Linked DNA regions of Arachis hypogaea: region 1 is linked to region 2. The links are chromatin contacts, called in public Hi-C maps. All regions are on one chromosome and are shown on one strand. Each heading gives the region's core, a stretch centred on a gene start, on an enhancer-like site or on the middle of the called end of the contact. The rest is flanking DNA. Distances are from core to core; before and after follow the strand shown. Region 1 has its middle 10 kb from the start of LOC112736754. Region 2 holds the start of LOC112736753.

What was found. A called contact is a pair of places that touch in the nucleus more often than the background predicts.
Region 1: a contact with region 2 is called in a Hi-C map of an unstated tissue, with 2.6 times the contacts expected there. The contact joins the enhancer-like site here to the promoter of LOC112736753 in region 2. A contact is called at or near these places in 2 of 8 Hi-C or Micro-C datasets (leaf and an unstated tissue).

What each region holds. Positions count from the first base shown.
Region 1 is chr13:5,958,963-5,966,009 of arahy.Tifrunner.gnm2.J5K5, reverse strand. No RefSeq gene overlaps it. Among protein-coding and RNA genes, the nearest start is that of LOC112736754, 10 kb to the right of the region's middle. Within about 2 kb of position 5,514, at least 2 of the 3 cell types and tissues checked have open chromatin away from gene starts, as enhancers often do.
Region 2 is chr13:5,914,667-5,922,126 of arahy.Tifrunner.gnm2.J5K5, reverse strand. It overlaps LOC112736753, which reads left to right and starts at 3,813. Exons shown (of 1, transcript XM_025786338.2): 1 at 3,813-5,247. The coding sequence starts at 3,973. The coding sequence ends at 5,073. LOC112736752 reads left to right here and starts at 6,419. Exons shown (of 1, transcript XM_025786337.3): 1 at 6,419-7,460. The coding sequence starts at 6,467.

The sequences.
Region 1 (7,047 bases), core at 4,265-6,764, 42 kb before region 2:
TAGTGTGTGGATCCGATCCGATAGCCTTGCGGATCGGATCCATATCTGCAATTTTCGGATCGGATTCGGATAAATACCGTGGATATGCGTATCAAATCCGATCCATGAACACCCCTACAGTATTTTCTATGAAAATAAAAAAATATAAAAGCACAATCAAATATAAAGATATTTCATAAGATTTTTAGACCATTATACTATATATTCTATTATTTTAATTTTAGGTTTTATTTATCAATGTTTTTACAATTTAAACTTTGGAGTATTTATTTGTGATTTTAGACTCTTGGTATAAATCATGATCACTTTTTGCAAATAATATCTATTTTAATGGTTTGCTTACTTTGTAACTATAATATTACCCTTAAAGCTAAGTTGAGGCGAATGGTAATTATTTAAAAGGTTTGGTTGATACACTTGAAGATCTAAAATTTTATATTGATGATAGTTATATTATTGTATTGTCTCTAAAATCTATACAAAATTAAGGCTTATATATTCAATAATTACTATATTAAAAAATTTCATAGATGCTACAAATTTTAAAAAGTTATCTTTTAAAAATATCCCTAACTTTTAAAAGTTGCAAGTATAAAGAGTCCGTTTGGAAACTCCAAAAGTTACTTTCTTTTTAACTTTTGGTACAATTTTTTAGATAAACATTTAACTTTTTAAAAAGTTATTTAAGAGCTTTTGAAGAAGTTAAAAAATGTGACTTCTCTCATTTTTAAAAGCTATTTTATCACTCCTATTTAATGCACAACTTTAAAATAAGGACTTATATAATAACTTCCCAAACACAAAATAACTTATTTAAAAGTTGTTATTAATAAAAGTCCTTATATTTTAAGCTCATTTTTTAAAAGAACTTATTTAAGAAGTTTAAGCACATGAGTTTTTGATTTATCAAACGCAAAATGAGGTACCTATACTTTTGAAAAGTAGACGCATCTCTTCAAAAAGTTTTACCAAACTAAGCCTAAATCCGTTCAAAATTATATCTTCAAAAATTTCACAAATACAAAATCAAATTATTAAAATAAGTATTACGTTACATTATCATACGTTCAAATTCTTCCCGTGATAACAAATAGATCTGGACAATATATTATTATTAATGCATCAATTGATTCTTTTTGTTTATGACATAAATATAAGTTATTAACTTTAACTCAGAATATGATATTAAGGTCTTCAATAGAAGATGAAAGCGCCAGAGAACGAAAATAATTTGTATAATGGATCCTTAATTTAGGAGATAGAAAGCTTGCACATTGAAAAAATAAATATGATGTAGTACCTACACTACCTGAACTCTTAATTATAAATTTTGATGACTCAATTCATGCAATCGTTGAATTAAGCATGTTTAATTAAGGAGTAAGTATTGTTTTGGTCCCTAAAGTTGAGTGTGAAAATCGAAACCGTCCCTCATCTAATTTTCGATTTAAAATCGTCCTTAACGTTTTTTTTTCGTATTAAAATCGTCTTTTTAATTTTTTTGGACAAAAATACCCTCATCACTACTAACACAATTACCTCAACCACCACCACCACCACCACCACCAACACCACCGCCACAACCAGCACCAACACCAACACCAACACCAACACCAACACCAACACCACCCCCACCCACTACCACTCCATCACTATCTGCATCACACCAACCAAAACTCAGAAAATCAACATCATCATCGTTATCCTCATCAGAACCCAGAGCTCAGATCCAGAACTCAAACTTAGAAAAATAAACCCAGAACTCAAACTCAAAAAAACAAGAACTCAACTCAAAAAATCATCATCATCATCATCAGAACCTAGAACTCAAAAAATCATCATCATCGTCGTCATCATCAGAGTTCTAGAGGAGGCGGCGGCGATGACGAGGGCGAGGAGGAGGAGCAGAAACGGCTCGACGAGGAGGGCGAGGCGGTAACGACGAGGAGGGCGAGGCGGTAACGACGAGGAGGGCGAGGAGCGGCGTCGGCGAGGAGCGACGAGGAGCGGCGGCGGCGAGGACCCCTTCTCTCCCCCCTCCTCCCTATTTCTCCCCCCTTTCTTTCTCTCCCCACCCCCCGCTTCTCTGTATCCCTTTCTCTCCTTTCTGTCGGCGACGGCAGCTCCAAGCTTCGCCGGCGCCGTCCCCCTCCCCCTCTTCCCTTCCCCTCCCCTCCTCTCCCCATTCGTATACCCATTTCTTCCCTCCCTCCTCCCACTCGTTTTCTTCCCCCCTCCCAAACACACGTTTTTTTTTATAACTTTTATTATTAAAATAAGAATAGGGGTAGTTTAGGAATAATATAAAAAAAATTATTAAAAAGGACAATTTTAATACGAAAAAAACGTTAAGAACGATTTTAAATCGAAAATTAGATGAGGTACAGTTTCGATTTTCACGTTCAACTTTAAGGACCAAAACAGTACTTAACCCTTATTATACATAATTTAGAATTATTAGTTATATCATTGTGTTTATATTTCTAAGCTCAATAAATGTATATAACAAATATATTATTATTCAACTTCTATTTGTTCTTTTTATATTTTTATTTTTAATTCCACAAACTCAATCATCTACCCGCATATACGCGAACCTCTTGCTAGTAACTAATTAAAATAATACTAGTTGTAAAATTGATTTGTCACAAAAAAATAAAATAAAATAAAAAAGAACGTTCCTAGCTCGTGACTAACAAGTAAAAGTTTAATGGTGAAAAGGTTACTTTGCAGATATTGGCCCATAAATGTTTTGTTCAAATCAAATTAAATGAGATTAATTAAGCATAATCTTTTTTACATTACAATGTTTTTAATATCGATATATATTTTGAATCTCCCTTGTCCTTTTTTTTTTTTGTCATTAATCTCCATTGTCCTTTCAACAAGACTTAACCAATGAGAATGCTATATAATGAAGATGATGGATATTTTTTTTGGTCAACGATCAGAGATAGTTGATGAATTGATTATAGATAATGAGAAACAGAAGGGAACGAATAAAGGAAGAAGTCTCATAGAGGATTTTGCAGGTTTTTTTTTTTGGGATATAGTTGCTATATTTTTGGTGTGGAGGGTTTTGCTAATCAAGGCTAACATTTTGATTGGGTCCTAGGCCCAATCAATAATCGGTAACCCATCTCAACATGCTCCAGAAAATTAGAGTTAAATCGCAAAGCCCAACAATACCAAAAGTCCATGAAATGAAAGGTCACTGAAAAGTACCAAAAACACGTATCTTCACTCTAAATAAATTAGTTCTTAACAAACTAAATTAATTCTTAACAAACTTTTTATTCAATATTTTAATTCTAAAAAATTTTGATTATTCTAGATGTTTACGAAAATATCTCTCGTTATATAGATTGGTTTATTTATTACTTTCAATAAATTTTTAATTTTCGTATTGAACAAAAAAATTTAATAAATTTTATTATAAAACAATTATATCCTAAAAAATTATTAAAAAATTAATTAACCCCCTTACAAAAGGATCAATTCGTTTCAGAAATTTTTTAAATAATAAATTTTTTTTAAAGAAACAAATCATCTAATTTAAAGTTTATTTGAAATTAATTTAAGAAAAATTCTATGATACTAACAGTCAAAATAAACATAGCATGCGAAATATGCATGTTTAAAGAGGAGAGTGACATATGGGAATTTTTTTTTTTTTTTACAAATGCTGTTTTATTTCATTTTCTTTATTACAAAGCTAATTATTAATAATTCATGTTTTGAGTAACTCTTGGGCAATAACTGCTTTTGGTATTGGGTTGGAAAATTTTTTTGAATGACTAATAGGGGGCTAGATAACATTAAAAATAGTTGATAATAATACCCAAAAAAAAAATAGTTGATAATTTATTGACCTTTTTTTTAAAGTCTAGTTAAAAATGACTTTTTTTCCCCTTCCACACACCAAAAACTTTCGCTCACCGTGATTAGTAAATAGACAATTATACCTGTCCAAAAAAAAAAAGACAATTATACTTACGATTGCCAAAAACAAAAAATATAGCTATGATTGTTAGTAATACTTAATTAAGTTTTGGACTATATTATGATATCTTAGATTAATGTTTTGGATTTTTTAAAATAAATAAATTAAATATTTTATTTATCGAATATATAATTTAAAAAATATTTATTAATCTATGTAATATTATTTATTTCATTTATAGTGAAAAAAATTACACATACATGTATCTCAAAATCATATTTTTTTACCCTAAACAAGATACATGTTATTATTATTATTATTGATTTGCCATATACCTATTATGTTCCCATTGTAAAGGAGATCAAACTAAAAAACAACAAAAAAGGGTGTTTGTAGTATATTTTTAGTCTATTTAAAAGGTAATTAATATATTTTGTTGAAAATAATAAATATTTAATGATTTTTAATTATAAAACTATTAAAACCTAAAATTTGGATGAATTATATAAATCGATACGATCTAAATCGTAATAAAATTATATTAATTTAAATTTAAATAAATGTGTAATATAATGTAAAAATATATTGGTTTAATTTTTTTTTGAATTTAAATTATATTTTTTTAGTTAATAAAATTTTAAATTTGAATTAAATTCATCCAATCAATAACTATTCATAGAAATCAATAAAATTTCAAAACAAAATAAATTATGAACTGAAAAATAAATTCTTTCAAAATAAGTAGAGACATTCGCATGCACACATTACCATTTTTTAAAAACTTAAAATAAATAAAAATAAACTTCTATACTTATTCACCATAATTAAAATAAATGAAAACTATTAGAATCAGTAAACATTCTTAGTTTATAATCACGGTGAGAGAGAGTTTGGTCTTTGGAGAGAAACAAAAAAAAAAAAAAAAGACATTTTCAACTAGATTTAAAAAAAGGATCATTAAATCATCAACTATTGTTATCCGGTCCTTATTAGTCATTCAGACAAATTCTCAGCCCAATACTAAAAATAGTTATTGCTGAAGAGAACATTAATTAATAATTAGCTTTGTAACAAATCAAGTTAGGTTGGTCTAGTGGTTAGCTCACTAGTCCGCTTAAGCAAGTGTCGAAAGTTCGAATCCCGCCTTGTGCATGCAGCAACTCAAGCAGATTCTTTTCAATGAAAAAAATTGAATGTGTCAATTGTTTAATCTAATTCTTCATGCTATGTTTACTTTGGTAATTAGTACCATAAAATTTCCCTTTAATTTAAATGTTATCTCGAAATGTTATAATGCCCATCTATCGTTGTCCATCATGTATGTATATAGCTTGAGTGTGACCCACTACAAAAAACGGAAAATGTAAAAAAAAAAAAAAAAAAAAGAGTGATTATGAATTTTATCATGTTTTGGCCAATTACTTAAATTAAATGTAGTTGCAAAATATATTTTAATTTGTGGAAATGATGTTTATGATGGGTACTTTTTTATTACCGAGGGTTTAGCATGACCCTTGGATATCACTAAGGGTTATATAGGGATATATATGTCCATGCATATTATATTATTTATAAAGTCTGCGACTCAGGTTTATGGGAGGAATCTCAGCAACTTTCCATCTCCATTATTTAGCTACTACGGAGCTTTTCATATCCAATTGCTTTTAGGCTTTTAGTTATTGCGCAACACATATGATTAGTACCTTCTAATCAACTTATTTGATTTAGAAAATCTGTCCCGTATTTAGATTTATTAATAAACTTTGTATTATTAGACCCAATATCCTTGGAACTTTATTTTCTTTTTCTTTTAATCCCCATCAATATTATAGGCATAGCATATAGCCGCCACCATAAATATTACTTTCACAGTACATCTTATAATATTAATATAGACGCCTTTTTGCTTGGGTACTTTGGGTTGAAATAATTGTTAATTCTCACTCTTGATTTACATTTAGTTCCTGTAGAGACCGAAAAAGTAGACTAAATGCATAACCTTATTAATTGATTTTGATACTCCAACAAGTCAACAACCTTATTGATAACTGTAAGGATTTATTTATATAATTTAGAAAGAGTTTTAAGTGTATCGAGAACATTAATATTTTAGTTATTTTAATCATTGATTTGAATTATAAAAATATATATAATATATATTAATTAAAATAAACGGTTAAAACAATTGAAACACTTGGTATTTTTTATACACTTCAAATTTTTGGAAAAATTTTAAATATACTAAAAAATGTCACTGTTTCAGTTATTTTAACTATTGATTTTAATTAATATATATTATATATATTTTTTATAATTTAAATCAATGGTTAAAACAACTGAAACACTTGTGTTCTCCATATATTTAAAACTCTTCCAAAATTTTTTCTATAATTTAAACTATAATACTATTTATTAATTTATCGTGTAAGGAATATGTTTGTGACTTTCAAGACAATGTACAACCCGTCTGAGGCACTATTTCAAGAGTTTTATAAATATAAACATTAGATTAGATAATAATGTAACATTTATCTAAACAATTAATGCAAAACACACGGGTATGAGAGAAATAATTTTTTTTATTATTATTATTATTATTATTATTATTAGTAATGCAAAACACATGGGTACGCGAGAAATAATTTATTATTAATTATTATTATTATTATTATTATTTGTTGAAGGGAACAGAAAATCTCTGCATCAGAATCCTGAGCATAGAAAAAGACAGAATAGTAACATAGGTTATAGCTATTTAGGAAGGTCCCCACTGAATGAACCCCGTGAGGTTCACTAACTTTCATTGTTTTGTTGTAGTTTCTTTACTTTACTAATTATTTTACGATGGAGAAGTGTTTGTGTAAAAAAAAAAAAAATAGTATGTATAATTTATTTTAAAAAATTAATAAAAATAAAATGACATACTTTTTTTAAAGTTATCAAACTATTTATAAAAATGATATATATCTCTTTACTATTTTTTCTTTTTTCTATAGTATGCACCTTCTATTAGCATCATAGGTATGTGAATGCATGTGATAGTGGCTGGTGTGAATTGAAGTGTCAATCATATTTTATGGGATGAATTTTATGATGTCTATGAA
Region 2 (7,460 bases), core at 2,564-5,063:
TTATTTTTTAATAAACTCGAACAAAATCGATTTATTATAGTAACAATAATAAATCCAATGGTCTGCATTATAATTATTAGACCCAATTTGATCCGATTGAAATACACAATATAAATCGAATATCTTTAAATTTTTTAATAAAAAGACAAATATATCCTTAACTTTTTGTTTTGCGGATATTTAAATCCCAAAAAATTTAAAAATATAATTAAATTCCTAAAAAAAATTGAATTTAGTGTTATTGTAATAGAAAATCGATTTTATTCAAATTGGTTAAGAAATTTAAAAATAATCGATTTATTAATACGTTCAATAATAATGTGACACGTAAACGTCTTTTTGTAAAGACGTTTTACGCGTCTTTTTGTAAAGACGTTTTACGCGTCTTTATGGGAGCATCTCCCATTTTATAATTAGACTAACTTAACATACACATCTATGTGTACATGCATATTGTTTTTCTTTGATTTATAATGTATGCAAAAATAATGTTAATAAAAAAATGTATCAAATTTACATTTTCTATTAGTGAGTTGTATTGAAAAATGGACTGAAAACCGTTATGTTTGAGAAAAAATATTAGAAATTAATTTGTGTATTGATTTTTTTAGGAACTAAAATGTCTATTTTTAAATTTTTAGAGATTGATTTAGATAATTACTTTATCTAAAAATAAATTAAAAATTGATTTGTTTGTCAAAATAAAATTTAAAGATATTTTTGTGTATTAATTTTTTTTTAAAATTAAAAAATATATTTTTAAAATTCTTAGAAATGGATTTAAATAATTATTCATTAATCAATAAAAAGAACTTTGACATGAAGTGCTCATCAAAAACTAATATAAAAAAGGATTATAAACACACTCTAAGGATTCAAGCTTTCTTCTGCATATTCCCTTAATGGACATTTGAATCTTTGGAATGTATTTTTTTAAGGCACAAGTGTATCTTAGATACACTCACTTCTGTCAAGTTCTGTCACAGCAAAAATATTTCATCTCTTCAATTGCGTAACTACATTTTTTTCATGTAATTAAACCTCTGGAGATTAAACGAATACGACGTAATCCACTAAAAATATTTATACTCATGATGAACGACATACAAACTTAGAGCGTTTCATTGGTTACCATTACTGATGTATATACGTTCATATGCTTAATTAATGTTTAGAGGAAAAATATGCGCGTGGATCGAGGTATATGCATGCCATTCTGATCATAATTATAACAAAAATGGTTGAAATGAAAATCCATGTATATACCTTGCACATGTTGGCATGTGACGATTCAAAGCTCAAACTCGATCGAGAGGCACATATGTATATATATCTCGTTTCCATTATGCTTTTTAATTGTGCAAATTGAACAAACAATTGGAAAATCCAATTTGCATGTCACTTGATTGTGATAAAAAAGATTCCATACAAAATTTTAAGATAAAATTAAATAAGATAAATTATATTTTTTATTTTTAATATTTTTTAAATATATATCTCAAGCGTTTTTTTTTTTTTTTTTGTGGCTATATATCTCAAGCGTTTAGTTGTATTTAAGCAATTTTTATTCAAAATTTTCCCTAAACTTAACTCTATATAAAATGTTGAGGACAAACTTAAAAATTTTTATAAAAAATTTTGACACAAATCGAAAATGTTAGAGACAAGATGAATGAAATTAAATATTAAAAATATATTAAAAAAATACAATTATTAGAGACTTAATTAAATATTAACAAATAAAAACAGAATTTGTATTTACTTTGAATAATGTAACAAAAGTATCTTTTATATTTATGTAAAATTTGTCTAAGATTTTATATTTTATTTAAAATTATATTCCAGAGAATCATTAACGAGGATTAAACTTTAATTTTTTTGTCATAAAAATTTTATACCATGTTATAAAATTGTTTTATTTTAAAAATTTAAATTAATAAAAAAATAATAAAAAATTATTTGATTATGCTAGAGAAACAATAACTTTATATTATGTTAGAAAAATAATAACTTAAAGTTATTATTTATTCTCTAGTCCAAAACACAGCTAAGTTAAAAGTGAGCAAAGTTCAATCTACATATAAGGGTTTTGATGGCGCAAACTTTGGCCCTATTTACTTGAATTAATAAACTAACTCCTATAATTTTGCTTTTTTCCTTCATCTAGATGAGATATATCAACAATTTTTTTAATAGAAGGGAACGATTATCTATTATCAAAGGCGAAACTACTCTAAAAGGTAGTTATTGACTCTATATTTATATTTATAAACATCCTGATATTCTCAAATATTTTTTGAACCCAATTTACTAAAAAATTGCTAACTTAAAGTATCAGGGTTATTTGTAAGTACCATCCCCTACTTCACGAAAAATTCGGATGACGACACTTTGACACCGGTGGATGTCGAACGCTCCCCCATACGAATTTAGATCTGATGTTCAAGTCTAAAAACAACTTAAATAATTATCTTAATAATTTAACTTAATATCTATAATTTTATGTATATGATGTGCACAGTTATACACTTACTATATGTAATATTATTTAATTATTCCAATAATAATTAAGGAATATAAATAAGTTAAGTGGTAATTAAATAGTGTAAAATAAGATAATATTAAAATAACGTGAACTAATTTTTTATTGTCTCTTAAATATTTTGAAATAGTTATATCTTTAACCTAATAAATCACCACTTTGAAGTCATTAGCATAATTTAATGGAAAAATATAGGTAGACAATAAAAATACTAAAATATGTAAACAATAGATATATTGGATGTTAAATTCATTAGATGTGTAGATGGTTATTCTAATATTAAGATTTAGGTGAATAATTTGATAGTGTAGTATATTTTTATTTTATTTGGCCAATTTTACATCCCATTGTTCACATTGTTCACAACAACCATTGTCTACCTAATAAAATTGAATCCCGCTAGGGAGCCAATAGAGTATTTGTACAATGTGTACAATAGATTATTTATTTGACCCAATATGAGTTAGAAAATGAACATCCAAGATAAAATACTACTAATTTCTCAAACACAATACATTCATACTATCCAAAATAACAATTCGAATACCATGATAATAAATATCTAATATTCTTATACCCATTGTACACATTATATAAATACTTCGTTACCTCCTATACTTCCTCAATCCTAATTTAATTATGCATTAAAACTACATAAAAAAAAAACTTTAAAGCCTTCACTGGTTGGTCGGTTTCCTTCCCTTTGAATACTAATTTTAACAAGGGAGATAATAAATAATTGAGAAACTAAACATGCATGGAAGGCTACGGCTGGAGTTTATGCGTTGAAAACCCAAGTTGCCTTTTTCCTTGTTCAAATTTTATATCTGGATTATTTCTTGGTACAATAATCACAATAAACAAATGCTCTACGAAGATTTAACACATTTATCAAGAACTATATCAATATATTAGAAACTTCCTTCCTGCAAGACAACCAAATTAAAAGAGTTAACATGTGATGTGAGATGGAGTAACTTGAAAGTCAAATATATATTGTTGTGAAAATATTCGAGCTTGGAACTCTAAATTAAAGGATATATATGGCCTATCATAATTAATTCAAGGAGAAAATAAAAAGTCACCTTATATTAAGATTACATGTTATTACAGTGTTAAAGTTTCTAGCCAAACAAAATTCACAAATGAAATATTTTATTAAATTTTAAATGCTAAGATGAGATTTAAACATCTAATCCTTAAATGTGGACGAGTGAACCCATTCCTTGACTAAAATTTGTTATTTATTTATGAATTAAGTTGACATGATGAGAGGGAGCAGAATCATTTGAGAAGGCTCCATCAAAATATTTAAGTAGTTGTCAGAATTTCCAAACTCTGATGCACAAGCTAAGTAATTAAGTAGCCACGCTACTCTCTCTCTATATATTCACGTTCTTGCAACTTGCAACTCCAAAGTCCAAATCACAATGCCTGTAACAGCAGCAGCCACCTTACTATTTCTCGCGGCGGTAATTTCCGCCGCGAACTCGTGTCCGCCCTCCGACCGGGAAGCACTATTAGCCTTTAAGGCTGCTCTCCGGGAGCCGTACAACGGCGGAATCTTCAACTCCTGGACCGGCACTAACTGCTGCCGGAACTGGCTCGGCGTAGCATGCGACCAGAACTCCGGCAGAGTAGCCGAGATCAACCTCCGTGCCACCACGCTCTACACAACGTTCGAGAAGCCTCATCGCCAGGGATACATGGCCGGTCACATCTCCCCGGAGATCTGCAAACTCGCTAGCCTCTCCAGCATCGTCATCACCGACTGGCAAGGAATCTCCGGCGACGTTCCTCCCTGCATCACCTCCCTCTCCTTCCTCCGCATCATCGATCTCACTGGAAACCGAATCACCGGAACTCTCCCCTCCAACATCGGAAACCTCCGGCAGCTGACGCATCTTAGCGCCGCCGACAACTCCATCACCGGCGTAATACCGGCATCGATTTCGTCGTTGACCGGATTAACGTACCTTGACCTCCGTAACAACAGAATCTCTGGCCCGATCCCGAACAGTTTGGGCCAACTAAGGTTTCTGAGCCGGGCCTTCCTTAACGGGAACCAGATTAGTGGGCCAATTCCGGGCTCAATTTCTCGAATGTATCGTCTCGTGGATCTGGATCTGTCTCGAAACAGGCTATCGGGGTCCATACCTGAATCATTGGGCCGAATGCCAGTTCTAGCAACACTAAATTTGAATACAAACAACCTTTCGGGAAAGATTCCATCGGGCCTGTTGGGCTCAGGTATCAGTGATTTGGACTTGAGCCATAACATGCTGGAGGGTTATATACCTGATTCGTTTGGGCCCAAGTCTTATTTTACGTGTTTGGAATTAGGTTACAATAATTTTAGGGGTTCGATCCCTAAATCCATTGCTAAAGCTGCGTTTATTGGGTTTCTTGATTTGAGCTATAATCACTTGTGTGGCCCAATTCCAAAGGGTGGTGTGTTTGATACTCTTGATGAGTCCTCATTCGCCCACAATGATTGTCTCTGTGGGAAGCCACTACTCAAAGCTTGCTAATTATTATTCTTTGTTTATCTTTCGTGTTCTTTCAAAATGTGTCTGTATTTGTGAGCTAGAAAAGTAAGTTATTCTTACCATATGTATGTCGCTCTATTTGTGATAAGCTGAAGGAGATGGAAAGGGTTTTGTTCCTTTATCATCCGTAGATGGCCAATGATTTTTTTCTGTAAAGAGTTTTGTTTCTAGATTTATTATGCTTTTGATTAAGATACATGTTACTCTCAACACCGGGCGTTTAGTAGAAGCAGAAAATTAAAGTAAACCAAAACCTTTACTTCCCTCATAAGTGTTTTATATAAACAAACGTCAAAATGAATGTTAATTAGCGTTAAGAAGTCTCGTGTTTTTATGGCTTGAAGAAAATATGATAAGGTTAAATTAACTTTATCCAAAGCAAAATATATGGTATCCTTTGTATTCAAGAATGCCTTCTAGCTATATATCTCGTGTATGTGTCCTGAAATAGCTAGTGATGAAGAGTGAAGACTAGCTTCGCAGCTAGTGCCCCTACAAAAACCAACTTTGAATTTTGCCTCTTTAGCTGAGATGTGATAGCTATAATAAGCTATAACTAGATCACTTTAAAAAGAACTGCTTTGCCATAACAGCTGAATCTGATACTAAACACATAAAGTGTCAAATTAAAGTGAAATAACAATCTTCATTAGTTTCATTCCTATAGCTTTTTAATGTGTACCTAATAAGCCTAAAACATAGACACACAGATACTCATTTCATCTCCGCTATTTGGATCGATCAAAACATGCATGTACCTCACTCTAACTCAAGGATAGTTATATTACACCCACCGCATGAAAAGGATTAAACACTATACATTAGATTCAGCCCCACCATGCACCATCACTTTCAAAATCTACATCTACGAAATTCCTTCCTTGCATTTTTAACAGAACTAACTTCCCCAACAAAATTAACTTAAAAAGAAATTCATCAACATTAATCCTTATGCCACAAGAAACAATCCCTTAGCTTATGCTAACTAAACATGCAAATCTATATGTTATACTCATTTTTACCACTTTTCCTTTTTTAAATGGCCATAAGAACTCTCTACTACAACACAAAAATGTTATTCCTAGGCATCAAATATGGGAAACTCTTGATCAAGAAGACAACTATGTATTGGATATATGAGGAAATTAAATCCTACTACTTTATTTCATCTGACAGCTCCATCAATTGTCACGCATTCTGGCATAAGTGATCACAGAGAATAAAGGTACTAAAGTTGTTGTGATGTCTATAAAAATTTACAATTCAACATTTTATAACCTTTATGAGAGGTATATATATAACTATATACACATACCAAGCTAATTCCTATACTAAGTGACGTGCATTCTCACACACACACAAATCACATAGCACAATGTGTATAAGTGCAAGTTTAGTTACACTCTCATTAGTGACGTCACTAGTAGCTCTAATTACACAATTACAATTAGTACAATGTTGCCCTTCATCAGAATGGGCATCCCTAATGGCCATCAAGGCCTCCCTCTACGAACCAAACTTCGGAATCTTCCACACGTGGCGCGGCACCAACTGCTGCTACAAATGGTACGGCATTGCATGCGACCCGACCACCCGCCGTGTAGCCCAAATCAACCTCAACGGCCTAACCGTCCCCGACAATCGCCGTCGCCTCAACCGTCACGCCACCACCGGCTACATGACCGGCCACATTTCCCCTTCCATATGCAACCTCACACAACTCTCATCCATCACAATCTCTGATTGGAAGGGCATTTCGGGAATTATCCCTTCTTGTATTCAAACTCTTTCCTTACTTCAAATATTAGACCTCTCCAATAACAGCATTACCGGACAGGTCCCTAAAAGCATAGGAAGCCTCACACAACTTACAATGCTCAATCTCGCAGATAATCGCATCTCGGGAACCATTCCAACCACTCTAACTAACCTCAGGAATCTCGTACACCTCGATCTCCGTAACAACCTCATGAGAGGTCACATTCCAACGGACTTCGGCCGGCTCAACAACATGAACCGGGCTTTCTTGAGCCATAACCTTTTAACCGGTCCGATCCCCGAAACAATTTCCAGGATTTATGGTCTGGCCGTTCTGGACCTCTCAATGAACCGGTTTTCCGGTAAGGTTCACGAGTCACTGGGCCGGATGCCGGTTCTTGACTCGCTAAAACTGAAGTATAACAGATTAACGGGTGAGATTCCTTCCACGGTTTTGGGTTCGAGGATGACTCATTTGGATCTGAGAGGGAACATGCTGAGTGGGGAAATTGCTGACGTGTTCGGAGAGCGTTCGTATTTCATAAACCTGGATCTGTCTTTTAACAACTTGAGTGGTTCGGTTCCAAAGTCGTTGAGTTCTGCTAATTACA